Regions from separate parts of the Gossypium arboreum genome. Here region 2 is linked to region 1. Evidence: chromatin contacts called from public Hi-C data. All regions are on one chromosome and are shown on one strand. Each heading gives the region's core, a stretch centred on a gene start, on an enhancer-like site or on the middle of the called end of the contact. The rest is flanking DNA. Distances are from core to core; before and after follow the strand shown.

Region 1 (7,820 bases), core at 1,991-4,490:
ACCATTTCATAATTTTTCGGAATATCAACTCATGTTCTTAGTTAAAAACGAATTTGTTAAAATTGATCAATCAAACGAGTTTAATCTTTTGTTTTCTGATAAAAAAACCTCTTAATAAACATTATTTAAGCTTAGATATCCATTTAAACTTGGATTTCAACTCAAAACCATGAATTCACCATTGTTGAATTCCATGTTCAAGAGAGAACAGATCAAGATTGGAAAAACCATTTTAATCGATTTAAATAAAAAATAATGATTAAAAACAACTTTAAAATGAATTTAGAGTTGAGAAATTACCTTCAATCGATCTAGAATAATCAATATTGAATCAAGATCTTTTGAAGAACTCGAATGAGTTTTTTTTCCCAACTTTGAAAATCTTTTCTGGGGAATTTTGAGAGAATTTGGAAAAAAAATAAAAATAAAAGATGAGATCTAATCTGTGATATGTGGACTTCGAAAATGAAAAAAAGAATGAGAGAAAATGCTTAGAAATCGGGTGAAAATTGTGTGTGAAGTGAGGGGGTTGCAGTGTTTTTGAGCTAAGGAAGAACCCAACTTGATTTTCAAAAATTGGGAAAATTGCCATCAGGCTACTTCCACAATTCTCCCTTGTTTTACAAAGTAATCATTTCCCTCCAAAATTCCGAAAATATGGGTAACTTTCCATAAAACCACTCAAACATTTCCCTTGTTTTGCAAAATGGTCCTATATAATTAATATTTTAAATTCTCTCAATTAAACCCTCATTTTAATTTATTTTTCAATTCTAATTTGACCAAAAATATTTAATTTACGAAAATTATTTAAAATTATAAAATTAATTTTTCTAAAAATATTTTTATTTTCTGGAATATAAATTCCTATTTTTAAATGTAATTAAGCTAACTAAACTAAGATAAAATTATTAATAACCTCTATTAGCTCCTAATTTTTCACTTGAAACCCGATAAACTTACTTGAAACTACTAGACCTATTTTTAGGGCCATACAAAAAAGAAGTAGATCACCATATTTAAAAACAAAGATTGTTGGGATGGAGAAGAAGAAGCATAAACATGTTGGGCAATTTAAGCAAAAAGTAAAAATATTGGGCCATTTATTAAAAAATGAAAAAGGAAGGACAAAAAAAAAATAGTCACTCAATTTTGCCTCATCCAACGTGGCAAGTTAACTGGCCACATCAGCAGTCCCGTTAAGCTTATGACGAAAAATATTAATGGGTGACTAATTTGTCACTTTTTGATAACATTAGTGACTGATTTGTTATTTTTCGATAGTTGAGTGACTGAATTGAAATCAGAGTGACTGTTTTGTCAACTGCATCAAAGTTAAGTGACTGGTGGTGTATTTTACCTTTAAAATTAACCCAATAGTCGACTCTTTTTTTTTTTTGGTACACTTTAATACTTAGCTGCAGAGGCGGATTTAGGGGGGCTGGCAGGGGCCCCGGCCCCCTTAAAATGTAAAATTTTTATTTAGGCCCTTAAATTTTAAAAAAATTAAATTATTAAAGGTAAAATTGCACTTTGACCCCATAAGATTATAAAAATTCGATTTAATTATTTAAAAACTATAAATATATAGACTATAAAAAATTAAAATTTCATTCGCCCCCTGCTTAGCTGGGTATACTCTAACACTTAGTTCATTGTCCCATCATCCAAATCCACCTAATTTTACAAATAATTAGTATGATTCACGCTGAAATAATTATGAAAATTTAAAAATAAAATATACTCTAATGCTATTTTATTTTTCACTCTTTAGTTTTTAAATTTAAAATTTAGATTTAATTATTATCAAGATTTAAATTTATTTTATTAAATTTATTGTGTAACATTTTGAATTGAATTAATTATCTGTTTGTATCAAATTATGGAGTAAAAATTGAAGGTTAAAATATGATTTAAGTCCCTATACATTTCATACATTTGTAATTTAGTCTCCTTATTTTATTTTTTAAGATTTTAGTTCCTCTATGTTTCAACTTTAAAAATTCAGATTTAATTGTTATCATTGTTAAAAATGTTCAGTTAAATTTAATGATGTGACATTTTAAAATTAAAAAAAATTATTTAGTAGTGATGTACTAAAAAATGTGTTGAGAATGCTTATGTGATTTTCTTCTTCTTAAAACACACATTTGAATTAGTCATGATAAGAATATTTTTTTGTTGAAATAATATTTGATATAGTTAACAATAGTAATTATTTAGACTAATTAATGACATTATAAAAGTAGAATGGCCAAATTGTGTCAAAATTAAAGTATATGGATTTAAACCAAGTTTTAGCTTAGTATAGAAGCCAAAATTGAAATTTAACCATTATCTTGTAATATATATAAAAAAAAAGTAAGGCAAACCCAAAATATGATGTCTTTAATACCCTTAAAGTTTTCAATTTATATATAACCAAAAATAAATTTTAATAGAAAATTTAATTATATTAACTATTTAGACTAACTAATAATCATGAAAATATAGGATTGAATTATGTTAAAATTAAAGTATAATGATTAAATTTCAATTTTAAGTATAATAAAATGTCTAAATCTGAAATTAAACCATTTTTGTAAAATGAAAAAAAAAACATGGTGGTGCCCACGTGTCAATAGGAGGAATAGGGTGTAGTTATATAGATTTCAAAACTGTTATATTTCCTCTGATTTTTCACGGTATGTATCCAGCTATTCTTCGTGTTTTGTAAGCTAATTAAGAGATAAATATTGACTACGAATTTTAAATTGCTTCATATTTAGAGTGAAGTTCGAATCCTTAATCACTAGTTAAGATAAGAAAAACTTTGAAATATTGAAAAAATTGATTAACTAAGGTTGTACTTAGTTTGTGAAATAAATATTTATTTTCAATAATAGAAACATGAAAACATTTGTTATAACAGAAATATAAGAAATAAAATAAAATAAATTTCAATGAGGGTAGGATTTAATATTTAAAAATTTGTTGAAAAAAGAATATTTTTGTGTTTATATGAGTTTGAATGTGAATTCATTTAAAGTTAAAAATAATTTTTTATCATTTTCAGTTTTATAAAACATTTTTAGTAAAAATAATGAAAACAAATTATTGTTTTTACATATCTTTATTTTTAACAATGTTTTCTAATTAAAAAGAAAAAGAAAAGAAAAAGAAACAGAGGCTAATTGTTTAGGGCTTCGGCTTTGCTTCTCTATATAAACTTGGGCTGGATTTAGAGTCCAGAAAAATGTGGAACTCCCAGTATCAGTCTTAGCATACAACAGGAAAGCTCATAGTCCATTATTCTGATTTGGTCTTGATTTATCATCCCAGAATAGAATTGTGGCTCTCAGTTCCAAACATTTCTGCTTCTTTGGCGTCATCCTTTTAACAAGATGTCGAAACTAATCCACCCAGAAATCAAAATTGGCATCAATTGATTACTTTCAGTGATATATAAATCCAATCTGCTACTCTAATAACAGTGCAGAAGCAGGTGTAGGGGCTCCTAATTCACATCATAAACCCCGATTGTAAGTGGAGAAACAATGAGATCTCGGTCTCAGTTTCAGTCTCACAAGAAATCCACGCTTCTCCCTCTGGTTTGCGCTGCTGCATTCTTTTCTCTTCTTCTTTTCGGAATCCAATCTTCTTTCTTCTCAGGTTCTTTAGTTCTTTCTGAAGCTCTATTTCTGAACTATTGAAGTTTCCTTTTATTGCTTATTTCTGAATATGCTTAATTTTATTCTTGGTTTTCAGGTCGTATTAACAGAAAAATAGATCTCGGTAAAGAAAAAGTGCAGGTATCAGATCTCAGCCCTCAGGAACTCAGGAGTTTAGCCGACTTTCAAACCAGTGTTCAACAATGCGTGGTCAGTTCTTTTCTATATTAGTTTAAAGTTTTTTATTTTATTTTGTTATAGTTTCTGTTTGCCATAAAATAAAATATACATGACAAAATATTCAACCTCCCTTACAACGCTTTTGACCTCTTTCTTTGCTGGCTTATATTTCTCAAAGCAATCTGTATCCACGGTATTTCCTAAGTTTCTATAGAAAATTCGTTTGTTCTTAATAGTTGTACTTCTTCGTTCCATCATGATGCATCCTTATATGGCGGCATTATATCCTTTGATTCACCAAGTTACTCAGTCACCTCTTTAGCACAATAAACCATTTTTTTCCATATCATACTGGGTATGAAATCGTCTTCTCAATTTGCCTCTCAGGTTACTCTATTACTTAAAAGTGCTTGCGTGCCCCTGTTCAACCTCCACCATTTAATCCTAGGATCTAGAATAGGTCTAGCTTTTTTATACATCTTTAGAAAATGAACATATTGGAAGCTGATGTTGTGTAGCTGTACTTGCCTCCTGTATCACCTTACAGTCTATGCAACAACTCCCTCCCTTCTGGTTAGAAACAATCTATTTTGCTGGCATTCCCTCCACTTAGGTGATTGGATGGAAGTCACTTTTCCTAAACACGTGTTTGCTTAAATCAAGTCTTAAGATAAAAAAAAACACAAAAAAACTCAGATGATGTTCTTGTTTCCATTCCATGTTGCATTAAACAATAATAAGAAAACTTGGATTAGTTTAGTTCAATCTAAATGCTGATTTTGCCGAGAATTGGATGAGTTTGTGAGTTGATGATGACTGTATTTCATTTGTGGAAGTCTGCATTTACTGACATGAATGGATGTAGGCGAATAGAGGACTTGGACTCACTGCACATCTTGTCGACCTTTGCAAATTGACTCTTAAGTTTCCTGAAGGCACAAACAGCACTTGGGTCTGGTTTTCTTTCCTTCCTCTTAATAATGCATCCCCCCTCCCCATTTTTGCTCTTCAATTATTTTTAAATGCATTTGTCTGCTGATTGTTCCTGGTGTTTACAGTATAATGAGCAGTTTAAGGTTTTTGAACCATTGGAGTACCATTATGATATTTGTGATGCCATTCTTTTGTGGGAACAGGTTAATGTTCAATCCTTTTCCTTGTTATATTTGCCCACTGAGGAGTCATTTGTCCTCCTAATAATGCCTTTATAAATGCAGTACCGTAACATGACAACAGTGTTAACTAGAGAATATCTAGATGCCCGGCCAGATGGATGGTTGGACTATGCAGCAAAAAGGATTGCACAATTGTATGATTTTCTTGACACATACACTGGTTTATCTTTTCCGGTTTTCTGATTTGGCTTTAAGCATATTTGCTGCAAAAATTGTTTGTCGGAATTAAGTGAACTTGTAAACTTTTTTCGTCGTGGTTTGCAGGGGAGCTGATAAATGCTACAATCAAACACTTTGTGAAGAACATCTTAATGTGCTTCTACCAGCAAAGCCCCCATTCCACCCACGCCAGTTTCGCACATGTGCAGTTGTTGGGAACTCAGGTGATCTATTAAAGACAGAATTTGGGAAAGAAATTGATAGTCATGACGCTGTTATACGAGACAATGAGGCTCCTGTCAATGAGGTAAATTGAAAATACACACGCCAAATGAGTTATCCAATTCTCTGAAAACTTTCAATGTTATTTCTTTGCATTGACTCAGTTTTCTTTTCTATCATTTCAAGGCAATTGATTATCAATAATTTCTCTTAGAAGCAATTAATTCTGCATTTATTTGTGTGTGTGTGCATTCATGCTCTACTAAGATTTTAGACTTTCATTTACTTTCTTTAACTTATCCGAATTAGTAGCAAATTACACTCTGTTTTTTCATCTTTGTCTTTTTCATGAGGCTGCATGGCCTTTGGTTCATTGTTCTTCTGGCTTATGTCGGTATTTAGTCTATGTGAATGCTTATCTCCATTATCACTCGCTTAACAGAAATATGCCAAATACGTTGGTCTTAAGAGGGATTTCCGCCTTGTGGTACGGGGTGCTGCTCGAAACATGATTAAGATTCTCAAAGGATCCGGTGAGTGCCGGTCTATATTAATGTTGCTAATAAAGTTCTGGAATGCTTGTTTTGGATGCTCTTATGGTGTGTTTGGGTCTGGTATTTGGAAGAGAATTTCATTTCAATCCAGGTTTCAAATATGAATTTAATTGTTTGGGTTAAAGTATTGGGAGAATTACAAAATTTATGAGGATTTTCAACATGAGATTTAGCATTTCAATTTCCCTATTGAAATTCCTCCTAAAAGAGGTTGTTTTTCAAATCACTTGAAGATTTCCTTTTACTTTTATCTCACATGGCTCACTATAAAATGTATTCCTTAAAAAAATTAAATATCATATAAAATTATCCTGATAAATATATTTTTGCTGTTACCTTTATATTATTAATAATATCTCTACATTTTCACAAATCTAATGGTACTCGTATTGCATATTGTCCAGCAGACGTAATTTCTTTTAACATCATTTTTCATTGTTTATATTTTTTCCATCTTATGGAAGTTCAATGGCCTAAATTTCATTTGAAGAAATGTTTATCCTAACAATAATAATTACAAATGCTAGCATTTCAAACATGAGTTGGCTTCATTTCAAAGTTCTTTCAAGATTTAAAAATTCCCTCTCCAAACTCTTATTTCATTTTACTTCTACATTTGCGGGGAAAAGAAGGCTTCCCCTCTCTCTCTCTGTTTTATGCACATATAATCTATTTCTTGTTAGCAAATGTGTGTCATTCATGCATGTATTGATGTCTCAATATGATGTTAAAACATAATGACATTGTCAGTTTTCCCATGCAGATGATGAGGTACTTATAATCAAGAGTGTCACCCATAAGGACTTCAATGATATGATCAAGGTGAGAATCCTATATCAGGAAATAAACAATGTTATTTGTCAGTAGCTGGTTGAGTGATTAAGAAACAGAATTTAAAGTTGGCTGCTATGATAGCTTATTTGATTTTGGAGTGCTAGATATCAATTCTGTGATCAAAGTCAAACCCCAGCAACCCTTAGAGTTCGGTGTTTATTTATTCTTGTTTGCTGTTGGTACTCTTTCTTGCTAGATACCTTTTATTGGGATGGTTGTGAGAACTTATACTTCATTTATATGGTTCTTTTGCCATGCCAAATTAAAATATTTTATTGTTTTCTATCACAGAGCATTCCGAATCCTGTTTATCTCTTTCAAGGAATTGTTCTACGTAGGGGTGCCAAAGGAACTGGAATGAAATCTATAGAGCTAGCACTTTCTATGTGCGATATTGTTGATATATATGGTTTCACTGTTGATCCAGGCTATACTGAATGGTCAGTTAATTCTTCAATTATCCTTTACTCATCTCTGTGGTTTTTTGTTCTTTTGAATCTAGTTCCCCTCATTTAGATTTTCATATAAGATTACTTTTCTTTTTTATCAGTTTCCTTACAATTGGTTTCAGGTTTGAGGCTTAATGTATTAAAGATAGTATTGTACACACTTTTGTTCTTAATTCTGTCAGTTAAAGAGGAGAATGCTTCTAATAGTTTCTAGTTTGCATTTTGAATAATAGAAGTCAAGTGATTTAGCCTTGGTTTCAATAATTTGTTTTTACTGATTGATTGTTGAAGGTGAAAGTTGACAATTTACAAGTATGTGGTAGAGTAGATGTATTGTCCAACACCTTTTCAACTGAATCTGAGATGTTTTTCTTGTGCAAATGGTCTGCCTTTTGCATTCATCCCAATTTCTTGCTTATAGTTTCACAATGATTTTTTGTAGGACAAGGTACTTCTCGACACCAAGGAAAGGGCATAATCCACTTCAAGGAAGAGCATATTATCAACTGCTAGAGTGCCTTGGTGTATGATACTTGCACCCTGCAAAAGACTAGGAGCTTTTAATTCCAATTTTGTCACATGTCAAATGAAATCCTA
Region 2 (7,820 bases), core at 1,677-4,176, 180 kb before region 1:
AATATGCTAAACATGAATTTATGTACTTTATAATATATTATAAATGGAGAAAGAAATGAAAGAAAAAAGAACACAGAGCTATGTTTTCTTTTCCATTTTCTTTTTTTGTTGGATAGATTCTTGGCATGGAGATGGGTATATATAAATACTATATTGATAATAAAAATGGGTGGACAGTGGGAGTTTGGGGGTGAAAGAAATGTACTATTTATTGTACTTTTATATTTGATTAAAGGTTACTTTTAAGTCACTGTCGTTTGTGATTATTATTATTGGTAAAAGTAAAGATTCTTTGTTGGCATTTTCTACTTAAATCAAGTTCAGCTGCCATTTTCTATGAAAATGTTATGCGAAACCATATCACTATTAACAATCAAACAGCCTCATCAAGCAGGAGAGTTGTTAAGGGTAAATGAGGAACATATCCTGCCTGTTTTAGTTCTAGTGTCAAACTATCTATTACAGGGTATATCTCTTCTAACTGATGGTGTGAACAATCACCCGCAACAAATACATGTATGTCATTATCAATTTCAATCCAACTACATCCAGGTTGCTTTTTAAGCCCCATGTCTTTAATTTCTGATCTAACCTTGACAACTTCATTTGCTTTCCCCAAATCTTCAAGAAGATTTGAGAGGAGGACGCGATAACCGATGCTTGTGGCATCAAGTTCGAATAAGTGATTGGCCACAACCTTAGCCAGCTTTTCATCACCATGACTTCTGCAAGATCCAAGAAGTGAACCCCAGATACGATCATCAGGCTCACAAGGCATGTCCATGACCAGATCATATGCCTGACTAAGGTGGCCAGCTCGTCCTAGAAGATCAACCATACAAGTATAGTGCTCAACTTGAGGCTGAAGTTTGTATTCTTCAACCATGCTTTGAAAAAAATTACATCCCATGTCAACCCTCCCAGCATGGCTGCAAGCAGAAAGAAGGGATGTAAAAGTTACAAGGTCGGGTTTCATGCCTGCATGCTGCATTTTTACAAAGGAAGCAAACATTTTGTCCATGTCACCGTGCATTCCTAAAGCGGATATTATCGTATTCCAAGATACTTGATTTCTTTCATGCATGTTCTCGAATATAATCCATGAGTAATTGATGTCACCACATTTGGCATAAGCAGCAATCAGAGAATTACTCACAAGAACATTGGAATTCCACCCTTGCCGTATTAAGAAACAATGAACCTCCTTACACAGAATCCTAACTGACAAGTGAGCACAAACAGAGAGAATACATGCAGTTGTTACAGAATTGGGTCTAATTCCTTCACGCTGCATGTCACAAAATGCTGCTAAAGCTTCATCCACCCACTCATTCTGAGAATATCCACATATTAGGGCATTCCATGCAACCAAATCCCTGAAACGTAATCTGGAAAAAATATTTTGTGCAGACTCTATATCTCCACATTTTCCGTACATATCAACTAGAGAACTACCAACATAAAAATCGGAAACGCATCCTGTTTTAACAGCTAAACAATGGATTTCCATGCCTTTAGCCTTGAGAGCCAAGGATGAGCATGAGCGCAACACAGCCAAAAGCATCTGAGAATCAGGGAAACCATATTTGGACATGAAGTTACAGAACAGTTCCAGTGCCCTAAAGGGGAAATCATTCTGAGCAGAATTTGATATAACTGCACCCCACATTACCAAGTTATCACTATGAGATCTTCTGAAGATTTTCAAAGCAGATTCAGGATAACAACATTTGAAGTACATCTCTATAAGAGCAGTTTGAATTCTGGTGTCGTTTTCTAATCCAAAGGCAAGTATCAATCTGTGGATCTGTTTTCCTAAGCTTAAATCAAGTAACTGTGTGCACAAAACTAAAGCAGCCACCAATGTTGAAGAGTCTGGTTCAATTTCTAACTCTAACATCTCAACAAATAATTCCTGTGCCTTTGACAAACACTCATTAGAGACATACCCCATAATCATGACATTCCAAATCACAGTATTTACTCTCACTGATTCTTTATTTACTATACTATTGAAAACATGCTCAGCATTTCTCACATCTCCACATTTCATGTACATTTCAATCAATCCACTAACCAGAAACTCATCATTTTCCAATCCATTTTTCAAAACAAATCCATGAATTTCTCTTCCAAGAATCAATGACTTGATCGAAGCACATGATGAGACAGCAGAGAGACAACCTACCCGATTTGGGAACAACCCGTGTTCCTTAGTCATCAAACTAAAGATCATCAGTGAACCCAAGTAATCCTTTGATTGATAGAACCCGGAAATCATGGAATTCCATGAGACTAAATCTCTTTCACCCATTTTCTCAAAAACCTGAACTGCATCCTTAATTTCCCCACATTTGAAGTACATACCCAAAAGTGCATTCACAACATAAACATCAGCCAAAAATCCTAACTTTAATACATGACCATGGATTTGCCTGCTGCTTTTAACATCCGAAAGCCCACCAAATGATTTAATCACACAAGGAAAGAACTTAAAATCTTGAACTTGGAAACCATTTCGAAGCATTCTAACATAAACCCTTATAACATCTTCAAACAACCCCTGTTCACTAAACTCCATAATAAGCTTATTGCTTGAAAAACCATCTTTGTTTTGTGGTTTCAGAGATGGGTTTTCATGGAAATTGAGGGAAGTGAAATGAGTCTGAGAATTGCTAGAAAGAGAAGATTTTTTTATAAAAGAAATATTTTTGGAGAAAAGAGGTACCGTAGAAAACAGCTGAAGCTTTTCTGGATCCTTAGAGTGATTTCGTAGGTGAAATGAATGGTGGTGGTTGAATAGTTTCGTAGCTTCCATTTCTGCGTTACTCTTCGTAGTCTTAGAAGAGACGTCTAAAATAAAACCGCACATAAAATAACTTTTTTAAAGGGTTTTTTTTCCCCCTAAAACCTCGGGTCGGGGCTTACGGTACAAAATGCTGCGTTTTAACAAATCTCACAAAAGGGGTTTCTTTTTAAGTTTTAACGCAGAGCTTCCCACTCGCCATTCAAAATAGAAAGCTCGCTACAATTTGGCTCCTTCGATTGGGGGAAAAAAATTGGATTTTGAATGGAAAACAAACAGTCCAGTTCTCCGGCAAGCTTCGTTGATTCGACAGTGGTAAGTAATTTTCATCCTGCATGCTTTTCGATTTTTTAATTGTTTTCTTCAACTCTAGCTAATAATATTAATATATATATACACACCTGCGTTTAGGTTCCTGGGGATGTGGTGCTCGACCTCTCCTCCATGACCAGCCAGACCATCAAACTAGGTGGTGGTCTCCGTCAGGTCTGTCTGTTTCACTCTCGACCCTGTATATATTTTTGGCTTCAAAAGTTTCTTTAATGATAATGAAAAGTGGGTGGATTTCTTTTTACCTAGGATTGTGATGCTATTTCTGCTATGAAGGCCGGAACACTTAGGTTCTCGAAACCAAATAAATACTGGATTGAAAGTTCGCAAAAAAGGGTTAGCTTCATGCTTTATTTAGTTCCTTATTTATTACAAAAAGGAGTGAATGCTGCATTGTTGTTTACTGTCAGTACAAAGCTATTTTATTACAGGGCGCCCTGTATTTTCGACATCAAATTGTGAGTGATGTAGTCATTTCTTTATCTTTAAACAGTATGTGCCTTGCGTGGAAGATACTATCCTTGGTATTGTGGTGGACTCTAAAGCAGATGTAAGTCCTCATCTGATTGTTAGCTGTATGTTAAATACTTTAGCAGTTCCAGTTCGCTTTTGTCTTTGTATTGTTTGAAATATTTGTGTTTGCGTTCTATTTGAAAGGTGTTCCAGGAGAGGAATCAATTTGGTTCTTCTGTTATGTTTGGAAGAGTGAATAGACTATGCAAAGAAATTGAGAGTTCTTTTCATTTTTTTTCCTTCTTCTCTTGAGTTTGTCTTTATGACCATGAAGAGTGGTAGGTGATACTGTTATATGATAATGGCTTCCATAAAGAGAGGGAGCACCGTCTTTAGGTATAACAGGATAAGGGAAAAATGAAAGTCCGATTATGTTACTAGTGCCTTATTGTAATAATGTAAATTGCCCGTTTATTCTCTTTGATGGGTGAATGAAAAGAAAAAGAAGATTGCATGAAATGACCATGATGATGTGTTGATGTGTAATTGATAGATACTAACTGGAAATTTAGGAGCTTATTCACAAAGATCACGTTAGAATTTGCAGGTCCAGTATGAAAATTCTAAGATGGATGAGATCTTATAATAATGAATAAGTAACAACTGCTTTCCAGTAGAACTTAGTATTAGGCTTTTGAAAAGAAGTTGATCTCCACATAAGATGCTGCTTTTGCATGTACCTGGTCAAGTTTGGTTTCTATTGCATTATTGCCTTCCTTTCCTTCTGTATCCCATCAACTTCAATAGAATGTGCGAAGAGAAAACTGTTGATTTAGTGAGAAAAATCTCGATGAGGTTAGTCAAGGAGGTATTTAGCTGACAATGGAGCATTTGGTATGGTAAACAATGAAACAAGGAGGACATAAAATTAGATTAATTTCTTGATAAAAATTTATTCTAATGTCACTTCCTAATACTGTTGGTTTCAAGATGTTTACTGCCTAAAAATTGTCTATGCTTACAACTAGCTATATGTGAGAATTTGCCACTGGTGAAGTACTGTGGCATGGTATTATGCTTTCAAGGAATCTGCTACAACTTTGTGACTGTCAGATTCACCTTGTGTAGTGAAACTTGTTTGGATTTCATGATGAAAGAAGAAAGAATAAAATTGGATGGAGGAGATTGATAGACACTTCCACTGTTGTATTCTTCACCTTGAAGTAACTAACACAAGCAAAAAACTTTATTGCTTTGAAGCTAATTATATATTGTACCCTGTTTGAATATGGCTCTCTACCATGTCCTTTCTAGTTGCAATTATCCATATTTTGATGTGAGCTGTTTATATAAACATAATTTTTCTTGTATTACATAATCTTAAAAAGGTAAACCTGCTTTTCTGAACTGGAAACTACCTTTTCTCATTATTTATTTTATTGTACATTTGTTCCTTCCAGAATTTTCTGATTGACATCAAAGGACCTGCAATGGGTTTTTTGCCTGTGCTTGCCTTTGAGGGGGGGACCAGGAGGAATATACCAAAGTTTGAGGTATGGATACTTTCAGTTTATGTTTCGATTTACCAGCCATTGCATTTCATCTAGATGTTCTTATCCAGTGATAACTCATGGACAGATATTAGTGGAATCTTCTCATAGTTCAATCTTATTTTCAATGCGATTGATTGGACTGTACCAGTTGGAGGTACATTATTTGCTGAGGAAAGCAAGCCCAGCCTTGTTTGACCCCTTGGACTTTCCAGAACTATGCAGAGCATCTCTGGTTTATTGATGTTTGAGTAACTTCATCAAAGTTTTTGATGGCATAAATCAGAATATCATAGAGTGAATATTTATACAAATATCATATTTCAACTGAATTTCCTTTCTTTGTGCACCAATACACAGATGCATAATTGTTTGGTTGTATCTTCTGTGAGATTGATATTTCATCATTTCTAGAATTTTTGTGATGCTCACTAACAATGTTTTGAGATTAATTCTCGCAAATCTTGAAGTTTAAAATCAGAATGGGATTGTTTTCTGAATTTTATGTACACATGTTTTCAATTATTAATATGGTATTTTGTCTCAGTCATGCTTCCTTGTGTATAATTCTCATTGTTACAGGTTGGTACTCTTCTTTATCTTCGGGTTGTGAAGGCAAACTTTGGCATGAACCCTGAATTGTCCTGCACTGATGGTTAGTCAATATGCTTTATATTTGTCACAATTTTGCGTTCTTTCCTTGTGAATGTCTTAGTTTTGTTTAGACGTTACCTTTAAAGTCTGTTATGTATAGCCAGTGGAAAAGCTGCTGAATTTGGCCCCCTCAAAGATGGATACATGTTTGAAACTTCAACTGGCCTGTCGAGAAAGTGAGTCAGCTCTTTATTTATTTGAGATACTTGACTTTCTATTTTTATCAGTGCTCATTTTAGCTCTTTTCTTCAAATCACTTAGGTAGCTTTTAGGTTTTTCATTTGGGTGGAATAATTCTCTTGGTCATCTTCTTCTCTTTTTCCCATTACAGGCTGTTAAGTTCACCAACATGTCCGGTTCTTGAGGCTCTTGGCAAGAAACTCTCCTTTGAAATAGCTGTTGGCTTAAATGGCCGGGTTTGGGTATGATTCTTGAGTCAGTAATTTTTATTGTAGTTATTTAAGCTGCATCTTCTTATTTTTAACAAGTAAATGTACTTGGGAGGTCCCTGTATGATAGGGACCTAATCAAATTATTCCTCTATTATTAAATGGATCAATTTAGTCCATATACTATTAAAAAGAATCAAATAAGGCCAAATTAGAATAGAGTTAACTTTTACTGTTTAAAAAATATCATTTACCATTGAACAGAATTAATATTTTTAAAAGTTTTATCTTCTATAAATGAAATCTTTTGTTTGGAATGGAACTGTAGCTGAAAAGAATAATTTTCAAGATATTTTTTTTGTACAGAAAATGTTAACTTTATTACAGTTTGGACTTATTTGATTCTTGTTAATAGTATAAGGATTAAATTGATCAATTTAATAATAGAGGGACTAATTTATTCTAGTCCTGATGATACAGGGACCTCATAGGTGCTTTTTAACATGTTCTGGTTCCTTTTCATTATCATGTCAACTTAAAAAATAATTCAGACACCTCCTAAGTAACTGATTTTTCTTTTTTAAATGCAAGAAGTTAGAACTCTATTGAAAATTTCCTTAACACTAAGACTACTCAAAAGTTGGTGCATTATTGAAGGTGAATGCTGCCTCTCCAGACACCATTGTTGTTGTTGCTAATGCAATCATGAACTCGGAATCCCTAAGTGGAGCACAACAGATAATTATGGTGGATCATTTACTTAAGAACATTCAATGATGAGTTGGGAAATTTTATGGATAACTTCTAATCTGTGGTGAATGGTCTTTCCTTTTTGAATCATTTGGTCTGATTTTCGTTTATTTTTATGGAACTGGCATAAATCTCAATGTTTATTGGTGCAGCTGTATGATCTGATGGACTCACTGGTCGTCGTGTTGCTACGAGAGACAAAAAAATGAACAGCGAGTCAAAGTTATTGGCCTTATATGCATAAGATGAACATGTAAAGATCATTTGGCCTTGTTCAATTGCAATCATGATTGCAATATCTTGAATGTTGGCATGTGTTTCGCTTTATTGAGTATTCCTCTATAGAACTTTGAATTATCCTAGAAGGTAGCTGAGAAACACAAAAAGGCAGTGGTGTATTTCATTTGCTATAAAATCCATTTCTCTTTCTATTGAAAATTGCTATATATATATATTGGTTCATTAGTGGAATAGGAGCTAAAATGGCCACCCAACGGCTCAGAGAGATTTGGTCATTGACAACTGAGATAAACGAGATTACATCTGGCTTAGAAAAAGAGCTATAAGTGCTTAACCTCAAATGCCATAGACAACTTAGAAAAAGTGACTATAGCCTAGTAGTAACAGACGACATAATAAATGCTCCAAATAAGTCTTAAGAAAAAAAGATTCTAATCGTAATCGAAAGATTTTTAGACTAATAATTGAAATCATTTAATTTAAATTTGTGAAGGAGAGGTGGGAATCTTAGATTCTCAATGAAGGTTGAGGATTTGTTTCTCAATTCTATGGACAGAATTAACGAATTCATGGAGTGGGTGTATCTCGATTGGTGAAAATACAACTTACAATAGTTTACGGAAAAGGTATTAGTATTGTGCATAATAT

The links. Hi-C and Micro-C count contacts between places; a contact is called where the count stands out from the background.
Region 2: a contact with region 1 is called in a Hi-C map of leaf, with 2.8 times the contacts expected there. The contact joins the promoter of LOC108479603 here to the promoter of LOC108465666 in region 1. A contact is called at or near these places in 2 of 5 Hi-C or Micro-C datasets (both in leaf).

The regions. Positions count from the first base shown.
Region 1 is chr3:58,204,179-58,211,998 of ASM2569848v2, reverse strand. LOC108465666 (sialyltransferase-like protein 1) reads left to right here and starts at 3,240. Exons shown (of 11, transcript XM_017766042.2): 1 at 3,240-3,651; 2 at 3,748-3,860; 3 at 4,696-4,782; 4 at 4,889-4,966; 5 at 5,048-5,139; 6 at 5,270-5,471; 7 at 5,829-5,919; 8 at 6,704-6,762; 9 at 7,066-7,214; 10 at 7,666-7,747. The coding sequence starts at 3,537.
Region 2 is chr3:58,386,792-58,394,611 of ASM2569848v2, reverse strand. It overlaps LOC108479603 (putative pentatricopeptide repeat-containing protein At3g01580), which reads right to left and starts at 2,926. Exons shown (of 1, transcript XM_017782314.2): 1 at 1-2,926. The coding sequence starts at 2,872. The coding sequence ends at 374. LOC108477402 reads left to right here and starts at 2,986. Exons shown (of 10, transcript XM_017779941.2): 1 at 2,986-3,121; 2 at 3,218-3,292; 3 at 3,386-3,472; 4 at 3,630-3,686; 5 at 5,050-5,142; 6 at 5,722-5,794; 7 at 5,894-5,969; 8 at 6,125-6,215; 9 at 6,840-6,996; 10 at 7,085-7,370. The coding sequence starts at 3,071. The coding sequence ends at 6,959. It overlaps LOC108479604 (protein KINESIN LIGHT CHAIN-RELATED 3-like), which reads left to right. Exons shown (of 3, transcript XM_017782315.2): 3 at 1-314. The coding sequence ends at 1.